Linked DNA regions of Pan troglodytes: region 2 is linked to region 1. The links are chromatin contacts, called in public Hi-C maps. All regions are on one chromosome and are shown on one strand. The core of a region is the stretch at or near the end of the contact, and the rest is flanking DNA. Distances in the headings are between cores, read along the strand shown. Region 1 holds the start of ANKH (ANKH inorganic pyrophosphate transport regulator). Region 2 has its middle 140 kb from the start of ANKH.

Region 1 (5,037 bases), core at 1,119-3,618:
TTAAAAATAAAAATAAAAAATAAAGAGGAGCCCAAAACTCTCTTTGAAATCTGTTTCAGATTTTGACTGTGACAGAAAAAATAATGAAATGCCTCATTAGTTTCCATGTTGCCACAGTGTTACTGAAATTCATAGGCCTTTAAAATCTAAAAAGGGCTCTTTGCCATAATCAGAGATGACACTTCCAAATCACTCATTTAAAAAACGCACTTTTAGAACACTCAAACAAGGATGATGACCTTTCATTGATCCACTGGAATTTTCTCATCATTCCCCTAAAGACCAAAGGTGTGCATTCACATCAGGCAGCCGGGGCTGTGGCGGTCCTTGTCCCGAGACCAATAAAAGCAAACTGGACTTGATGGAGATCGATCTAGGACCTCATCAATCCCACATTCTAGACAAAGGTCAGTGTAATTCGATTGCTCTAAGTAAAATGAGCCCATGAAACCTAGAATAACAGAATGATAAACCATGAGGTGATATTTGTTTTGGGAAAAAAGAAACCTCTTTCCCAGAGAATTCCTTTAAATAACAAGCTCCCTTTTTGTATATTTAAGTTAAATTCAAATATATTAAAACACACCTTTCAGGAACTTGCTCCTGAAGACAGTCCTGTCCACATGAACCTCCTGTTTTGCTGGGAAATCTTTTAAATACAGTATTGCTATTTGACACATTTAACAATAAATACTTACCAAAGTTTAATTTTAATCATAGGGAATGTAATTTGAGGTTACATCAGAGCTACAAGGTAAATTAGCTTCCTATTTTTCAAAGCCTGCTCAAATTGTGTGGAATTTCAAAAAAGTATTTTAAAAGGATGTAAAATATGGAAATATTTATTTATTTATTTATTATTTTTTGAGAGGGAGTCTCACTCTGTCACCCAGGCTGGAGTGCCATGGGTGACGCTGCAACCTCCGTCTTCCGGGTTCAAACCATTCTCCTGCCTTAGCCTCTTGAGTAGCTGGGGCTACCGGTGCCCACCACTCACGCCCGGCCTATGGAAACATTTAACACTTTCAAAGTAGTTGGGAAATACCTGAACCCAGGATATTGAGGTCTCAAGCTCACTATTTACAAAAGCTTTACAAAGCTAAATTGTGAGTTAATCGGTTCATTCTAGGTACAAGATACTTTACTTTTAATAATAAATTACTTTACTTCGTTATATTTATTAAATGCAGAGATGTGTGTGAGAGTTGGTACAAAATAGTAAGACCACGATAGGCTACATACTATGCCAGGCCCACTACAAAATGAAAACGCAGAGACCCTTGTTCAAATTCAAGAGTGCAACAGCAGCGCGTTAGTCCTTTTAAGTGCGGGCCCTCTGTGACTGCACAGATGGCACGCCCGTGAAGCCAGCCCTGCCCAGAGTCCCTTTTCATTCACTGGGTCCTCCTCCCTCGCGTCACAGTCCTGGGGTGCGGGGATGGATGCTGGCGTTGCTGTCACACTGCCGAGCTTTAGGTCAAACTCTCAGTACCGCGACTAGTTACCCTGAAATCACTGGGGCCCGGTATTACAAAACAGAACACACTTTCCTCTTTCTTCCCCTTTATTTAAAAGAGATGATAGGCTTTACGAGTTATTTTTAATAGCAATTTTTTACAATGAAAAGAATTCGGGCGTACTGTTTGCAAATTGCAGCAGACAGGTCTGAGCGCCCCAGAAGGCGACCGGCCCCAGCCTGGGAGCCTGCGGGGACCACTCCCTGCTGCCCTGGCGCATGTCCTCCAGGGACACGGGCCACTGTTGCCCCTGGAAACCCTGGGGGACAGGCTCCCTCCTGGACGACCTTTCCACGTTTCTTTCGCCCCCCCGGAGCGGCACCTCCATACCTCCCGGGCCGCTAGTCCCCCGAAGCAGGCCCCAGCCCCGGCGCAAGCTGCCTCCTCCGCAGTCCCCGCCTGCCGCCAGCCCGGCCACCGCCGGACTGCGCCCTTCCCAGCCCCGCGCCCCGCTCCCCAGCCCTCCTCGCGCGTCCGAGCCCACGTCGCTTGCCCCGGCTGGCAAGTCTTCCAGACGGCCGGGCCCTCCCGGCACAGCGCGGGAACCCCGGCCCCCGCCCCACGGGACGCGGGCTACAGGGCCCGGCCGGCGAGCCAGGGCACCCCGGGGTCTCCAGGCGGCCCACCGCCCTCGCCCCCCACCGGCGTCCCCAAGCCCCCAGACCGTCCCCGCCGCGCCCTCAGCGCCGCCGCCCCCGGGCCGGCCGAGGCTCCGCGGCGAGTCCCGCCCAGCGCCCCGGAGGCGCCAGCCCCACGGCCCGAGCGTGCGCAGCGCCCCCGGCGGCCGCGCCAAGCGCAGGCGACGGCACAGGAAAGGAGGCCGCGGCGCGCCCGGCCCGGCCCCCTCCCCAGCCCGCCCCCGGGGCCGCTGGCGGTGTCCGCGCCTCCGCTCCCGCCCCTGATTTCCTCCGGGCGGCGGCGGCGGCGGCGGCGCCTCGTGCGCGCGGTTATTTATTTCCGGGCCCCAGAGCGCTTATAATGGAGCCGCTGTCAGCAGAACCTTCTGCCGCCGCCGTCCCTCCTCTTTTTTTTCCCGGCAGATCTTTGTTGTGTGGGAGGGCAGCAGGGATGGACTTGAGCTTGCGGATCCCCTGCTAGAGCAGCCGCTCTCGGAGAAGGCGCCGCAGCCGCGAGGAGGAGCCGCCGCCGCCGCGCCCGAGGCCCCGCCGCCCGCGGCCTCTGTCGGCCCGCGCCCCGCTCGCCCCGTCGCCCCTCGCCTCCCCGCAGAGTCCCCTCGCGGCAGCAGATGTGTGTGGGGTCAGCCCACGGCGGGGACTATGGTGAAATTCCCGGCGCTCACGCACTACTGGCCCCTGATCCGGTTCTTGGTGCCCCTGGGCATCACCAACATAGCCATCGACTTCGGGGAGCAGGTAAGCCCCGGCCCCGCGCCCCACGCCCGCTCGCCCTGCCTTGGCCTTACACGCCCGGACACGGGGGCGGAGGGGAGTCACCTGCTCCTAGTCCCTCTTTATCCTGAAACATTTGGTCGGGTGTGCAGCTTGTCAAGGGTGACTTTTCCAGCACCCCATTCCCTCCCTCCCTCCCCTCAATTATTCAGCAGACTTTTCCAGCCCTCTCTGGAAAATGTTAAAAAGACTGGATGGTGTGAAGCTTCACCTATGGAAGGGTTTTTAGTGCACGGCAGTATTATGTAATTTGCGATTATGTAAACCTCAGCTCTAATTAAAATGTAGTTTCTAGTAGCTTAAGTGCTGGGTTTTTATTTACCCATGGCTGGTGGTAATGGTGACGGTGGGGAGATCTGTTTTATAATGCGTCCAAGTTGATTTCCCAGGTACTTCCATTTTTAAACATTTGTTTCGTAGTCCAGGTAAGGATTAGGGGTATCCCGAATGTGTCCTGATAAGCCGGTCTTGACCATTTATTTCTAGTTTGGGATTTCTTTTTTTTCCTTTTCCTTTTCTTTTTTTCTTTCTTTCTTTCTTTCTCTTTTTTTTTTTTTTTTTTCATGGACCACTAAAGAAGGGGAGCACATTTTTGTTTGGGGTCGCCTTCTCGTCCTTGTTTCTTTTCACGTTTTCTCCATGTGGCGTCATTGAAAATCTAGCGCTGCAAGCTCTCCAGCGATGGGGCATTGGCACCCTGCACTTTGCATGTGGGGACCGTTTTGGCAGGGCCACCAGCGGGATGCAGCAGCGTTCTAAGGCCGGGGAGAGGATTTGGTGATGGGGAGGCAGTGACATGCCACCCTGATGGGCAGGTGTCCCAAGTGGCCAGAGCGTGTGACGAGCGGCACTCCTGTATTGTGGTACTGTCTTTCTTCTTTCCTTTTAAGTCAAGAGACTTAAACGGATATTTATCTAGAATATGCACCTATTTTGATGCAGTACTCATTGTAAAAGTAAAACAGCTTTCAGGAGGCAGTTACAAATCGGAGATTTGTGTGACTCCTTCGTTTGACGAATATCTGTTTGGATTTGTCTTTCTGTGCTCAAAACTTTTGAATAATTGCAACTCTGTAAGCTCTCTAATATGTAGCCCACATTGTAAGCTACTTTTTACTTTGAATTTTGTTGGTGATAGGTGTTCACAATATGGCATATTCTCTAGAGACCTTTGTTTACCGCGCCAACCAATGTCCTTTGATAAAAATCTTGTCTCTTCCGTTGCCACTGTGCCCTGCCAGTGCCTCACAAGGGTACCCCAAGGGCTTCTTCTTCCCTGCTCCACCCTGTACCCGCCCACCTTCCCTTCTTTCTATAGTAACTGGTGACTTTGAACACTTCCTACAATCCGTAGAAAAGCTTTTAGACACGAATTTACTACATTGCCCATTTTAGATGAGTCAAATGCTGTATATTCACTCGAGCCTTTCCTATTTTAAGGCTTACCTTCTTGGAGCTGCCCCAAAGGTTGTCAGAAAGCCCAGGCTGCTCATCTGAACTGGTGTGTGTTTGTGTGCATGTAAGAATCATATCGAGATAACTAGTGGAAATAAGAGTAGTCTGTGTCATCATTAAACCACCTGACGCATACCACAATATTGCCTCCCTTTTGCCTTGATTTAATGAAAGGCTGACATAACTAGGTTTGATTTTAGTATAAGAAAAAGAATCTCCTGAAGTCACAAAAGGGAGGTTAAACATAAGAGATAACTATCCAGATGGTTTATCCTCGCAGGTCTAGTAATTCTAACTCATCCTTAAAACATTGCTAACCTGATTATCATGGCTGATGTAAGCAAAGTACTTAATGGAGTTGTGTTTTTGCAGAGAAGCAAAATGTTATCAACAAGTGTCATTTGAGGTCCTTTTCCCAAAAACACCAGAGTATGAGGTTATAGGCTGCCTGGAGGGCGGAGATATTTTATCACAGAGTTAAGGGTGGAGAAATGGGGGGAAGAAATTGATAGGTTTTCCAAACCTTGCTTTGCCTTCTGGTGTCAGATGATAATTGTTTTTGCAAAATGCTGCAGGGTGAGAGAGAGTGAGACTGACTTACTCTTTCTCAGCATTAAACTGGAGGGAAAGAATTACAGTGGGAGCTGAAGAGTGGC
Region 2 (5,037 bases), core at 1,399-3,898, 140 kb before region 1:
CTCTGTCTCAAAAAAAAGAAGAAGAAGAAATTTTTGGACACAGATCTGTATAAAGGGAAGACCATATGAAGGCAAAGGGAAGAGGTGTCCATCTCTTACGGGCCTCAGAAAAAAGCAACCCTGCTGACACCTTGATCTCAAACTTCTAACCTCTAGGATTATTATCTAAGTCACCCAGGCTGTGGTGCTTTGTCGTGGCAGCCCTAGCAAACCACTACAGTAACATTCATGTGTCTGTCCCGCCCTCTGGATGCGTTTCCCAATAGTGGGATCTTACTGTTTCATGATGGGCTGTTTCATCTACCAATAAGTGAATATCTTTCCAAGCCAAGTGCTTTTAATGGCCAGTAGCCATTATGAATGTAAAAAAAACACTATATAGTTTTTCTTTAAGGAGCCATGCTTTCTTTTCAGGACATTTTTTAACACCCATGAGAATGCAGCAGAATCATTTTGAAAGGTGCTCAGTGGGTGCCTCATGCCCATCAAACTATTTCTTCTCCACTTTCACTTTTGGGGTTAGGAAAGAAGGGAGGAAAAAAGGACCAGACCCTCAACCTTCAAACTCCTCCTGCATAATCCTCCTCTGCCCATTATCTTTCACCCCTCCCCAATCTGTGTCAATTATGGAGCATTAACAATTTCCCATCCTCATAAGAAACACAAAAATCTGAATCTTTCAAATGTCATAGGCCTTTTGAGAAGCGATTCTATTTTTAAATATTCTAGAAAGAAATGACACCATCCAAAAAGTAGCTTCAAATTCACTTTGCATTGGCTTGCAAATAAAGATGTGTAAGCTAAGATATGAGATATAGCATGGCTTCCCATGTTATTATTATTACACCTGAGATAGATACAGCACGGCTTCCTGTATCATTATCATTATTATTATTATTATATACAGCACAGCTTATTATGTTGATGCTGCTTTCCTGTGTACTCATTGTTTTGTTTGGGTTTGTTTCCTAAATTACAGTGCAAATGTCTTATAAACATCTTTTGTGCCTCATGTAGGGCTTTGTTTATGAGAAACACTCTATTGAAGTGGGTAAGAACTCAAGCTGAGGCGGATGCTAGATCTCCATTCAAATCTCAGCTCCGCTACCAACAAACCATGGCACCTGGGGCAGGTCTCTCACCCTCTTTGGATCTGTTTTCACATGTAGACATCTGTTGCATGTCCAACTAGCAATACCTCTTTGTTGGGCTGTTGGGAAGAATAAATGAAATATAAAGTATTTAGTGTGGCACCTGACACATAGTGGATTATATATATATATATATGTATATAAATATATTATATATAATATATATAATATATATCATATATAGAGAGAGTATATATATATAGAGAGAGAGAGAGAGAGAAGATTATATATATATAGCCACCGCCCCTATAACTCTTCTATAAGGGAACCTCCCATTCAGTATAAAAGCCTCATATCTTAGGTGTATAAAATATGCTGGCGCTGGCTTGGGTAATATTTTGTCCTACTATTCACTGGTTGATTGATAAGAACATGACCTAAAAACCAAAGTTTATATAAAATAAGCTACAGTATAAATTTAAGAAAAAGAAAACAAGCTACAGTATGAGCACAGAAATTATTAACTTATTCTTTATTGTTGCAGCAACAACATGTCAATTAATACGTTTTAAAATTCCTTTTCTACTCAAAACAATGTCTTTTTATGGACAAGCAGTTTAGCTGCTGCTATTGAGTTTCATTTACCCCCTTGGCAAATGTCACAGTTTTAGAAAGTAAATACAAAGGGGCAGAGAGTTACAAAGGTTGATGTTTCTTGGGTCTGAGCCAAAGGAACTGAATCATCACAGATAAAGCTGGGCAGAAGTCAGCCTTCCATGAATACTGACAGGTCTATTCTTTTATGTGAAATGAACATGTCTACCACGGTTATATAAAGTCATCGATGTAATTTGCAACAGTTTTAAATAAAGGCACTCTCCTCACATAAAAGTTTATCTTAATATTTTAAGAATTGAAGTAATTTAAATACACCATAGTTATGTAAATCATGCATATTTTCCAGTGAATTTGAGCTTTCCTTGGGAAAACAATTATACCCCACACTTCTTTAGTTTAAGAAACCAAGACATCTTTGTTGATTCTTTTATTTTAATTTTCATCCCCTTTCCCAAGTCCACTATCATGGCTTTGAAGGATTCCATCTTTTTCCTCTGCCCTTCATCAAACCACCTTTGATAACGATGCCGAAAGCCTCACTGTGACGCAGCATCCTTAGCCCACCAGCTGATATGCCTTGGCCTAAACATTCCACCCTTAACTCTGAGACCTCTACCGTGCATCTTCCACAGAAAACCAAAGACCACCTGGGCTTTGGACCAAGACAGCTTTCCCCTGGAATCACACTGAAACAGAATAACTCTTGACCATCTTTTTAAAGTGATTGTCAATGTTTCTTTCCTCTTAGAAAAGAATTTAAAGAATGATGTGTTAAGGCAGTATTTTCTTTTAAAGGTAAGAAAAAAGAAGCCCTTAAAGAGGACAGGCTGTGATTATTTGGAAGTGGCTCTGGGCTTCACTGTGTGCCTCCTCCCACCTTCCCACATCACTGCAGCAGGCCACTACAAGAATCCAGCAGGGCCAGAACACACCGCCTGCAGGGAACCACAGCGCTTCCTGGCACGCCAGACACTCAGCCTCTGGATGACGCAACCGAGCGGGACACATTAGTCATGCACAAACAAGAGCAGCCCTTGCCTGACTTTATTTGCTTGGATTCCAAATATCCCCACCTACACTCTGCCAAGTGCAGAATGGCCATGGCAGTCCTCTTTCCTCTCTTCACTTATATAGCAATCACTTACTAAACAACACTTTGCTGGGTACAGCAGGAGCATGAATGAAGTTGTATGCACGACTGTTAGTGACGCAATCTAATGGAGAAGAGGACAATTTTACCAGTGATAGGTATGCAGTGTAAAAGAACTTCTAACCCAGAGGGCACAGGAGAGGAGTTATTAACAAAGACTTTCTGAAAAAGGCAAAGCCTGAGCCGACCCTATACTTAAGATCTCAGAAATCTAGAGAGATCAAAATATGTTTGCATGCTTAGGACAATCCCTGTGTTTTAAGGAGATTACTTCCCAAGACAATGTGTTCAACAAATAACCCTCAATTCCCATTGGAAAATGGGCAGGAGAGCTGTGATTTCTTTATGGAATTAATTTTTGTCCATTTGCTCTCACTTCTTCTTCTTGTAGGGATGAAATCATAAATCCTGTTCACAAAATAGGTATTTCTTGACTTTTAAAACTCTGGTACGGAAAACATCCATTTCCTGCTCAGTTAAATAAGGTTTTTGCAGATGCTGGTTCTCACCCTTCTGCCAAAGCCATTATAGACGTGGGCTGTAGTGTTTGGACAGACTTTAAATAGGAGCATTGAATCCCAGTGGGTGTGTCCTGATGTGATAATTGCTTTTGGGACAGGTTATTGTTGTGCGTGTCGCCTGGTCCGAGACATTTGGCTTAAAATACATTTTGCATATCGTGCAAATCACTTGGAAAAAAAATCTTTGGTGAGCTGCCTATAAAACTCTTAGCACAGACTAAGTCATATCCTCAAGTATTTCATTTTTCCATTGGACCTAACTTCCCTGGAGCCTTAAAAAAAATAATAGAGACTTTAATTAAAGGCCAATTTTATTACTCTTGTTCTAGGGGTGGAGAAACTGAGACACCAGCATAAAATGAATCATCCACAGTTGCAGAAAGGGTCTGAAACAGTATCTACTGGCAAATGATGTTCTGACGTCTATTCATTAGATATTATGACTTTTTAGATTCCCTTTCAGTAAGATATTTTCCATGTTTGTAATATCATGCAACAAATCTGTAGAAGGGGATGCAAAAAAGAAAATACACACAATTGAAATGGACTTCAGGATTGTCTTGCTGTGCACCTAATGTGCTTTAATTGTACAGTGTACTATACATAAAAACCATGCCTTTAATTTTTTTATCCTTCTGAGCACATATCTATGCTATCCTTCAAGATGGCACGTTGAAGGCATAAACTAAACCTATTTCTGCTCTCTGTAAAGCACATTCTAAGGTTATATTGATGTTACAAGACTACTTTCCAGCAAATGCATTGGCCTATTAACTTACTCTTAATTCATTGTCTTCAGCAGGGAATATACACCAAGAAATACACTGTCAATATTCAGCAGTCAAATGGGAATATTCTTTGGCTGTTGAGTGTTGAAAATATATTTCTTGGTAAATATTCTCTGCTAAAGACAAATTAAAAATAAGGTAATAGACCAATACAGTTGTGGGAGGGCAGCCCAGCGGTCACATGTAACCCTTGATACTTCTAGTCCTTGCCATGATCTAGAATAGACGCATTCCCAGAGGCAGGAAAATGTTCTTCCCATGGAATTGTGGTCATCTCCCCAACGGGGAGGTCCCCCTCTTCATATTGACCTGTCATAGACTCACCATGTGGATGAACAAGCCTGAGCCAGATAACCAAACTACAGCTCCCCATCCTCTGGAGAGAACCATCAGCAATCCACACTAGAGCTTTCATTCTTTTCACAGTTATTTCTTGAGCACCTCCTAAGTGCTGGGCTCTGTGCTACAAACTAGGAATAAAGAAGTGAACACAGTAGATACAGCCTCGTGGAGCTTACAGTCTAGTGGGAGAGACACTGAACAAACACAGAGTGTTTGTTGAAAACATACAGAGTACTACTATGAAAACATTTAATGAGGGAATCCAAGCTAGACAGGGAAATGAGGACAAGAGCTATCCGTAAGAAGAAAACAGTTAAGCTAAGAACTGGTTCTCAAAGTTGCCTACACAATGAAATTGCCTGGAAAGCCTTTAAAAAAATGCTTTTGCCTGGCTGTTTCCTCCAGAGATTGTGATTGAACTGGCATGGGGTGAAGTCTGGGTATAGGGATACTTTTAAGCTCCCTAGGCAATGCTAATATGCAACAAGGTTTGGGAAGTCACGTGTCCAAGGATAAGTACCAGAGAA

What was found. A called contact is a pair of places that touch in the nucleus more often than the background predicts.
Region 2: a contact with region 1 is called in a Hi-C map of stem cell-derived neural progenitor cells, with 4 times the contacts expected there. The contact joins the enhancer-like site here to the promoter of ANKH in region 1. A contact is called at or near these places in 1 of 7 Hi-C or Micro-C datasets (stem cell-derived neural progenitor cells), 1 of 1 datasets of contacts at active chromatin or transcription factors (stem cell-derived excitatory neurons) and 1 of 1 other capture datasets (stem cell-derived neural stem cells).

Annotation. Positions count from the first base shown.
Region 1 is chr4:15,519,014-15,524,050 of NHGRI_mPanTro3-v2.0_pri, reverse strand. ANKH (ANKH inorganic pyrophosphate transport regulator) reads left to right here and starts at 2,368. Exons shown (of 12, transcript XM_003310630.6): 1 at 2,368-2,890. The coding sequence starts at 2,795.
Region 2 is chr4:15,655,557-15,660,593 of NHGRI_mPanTro3-v2.0_pri, reverse strand. No RefSeq gene overlaps it. Among named protein-coding and RNA genes, the nearest start is that of ANKH, 140 kb to the right of the region's middle. Within about 2 kb of position 2,648, at least 2 of the 24 cell types and tissues checked have an H3K27ac peak or open chromatin away from gene starts, as enhancers often do. A contact at or near this core is called in stem cell-derived neural progenitor cells, where this site is marked.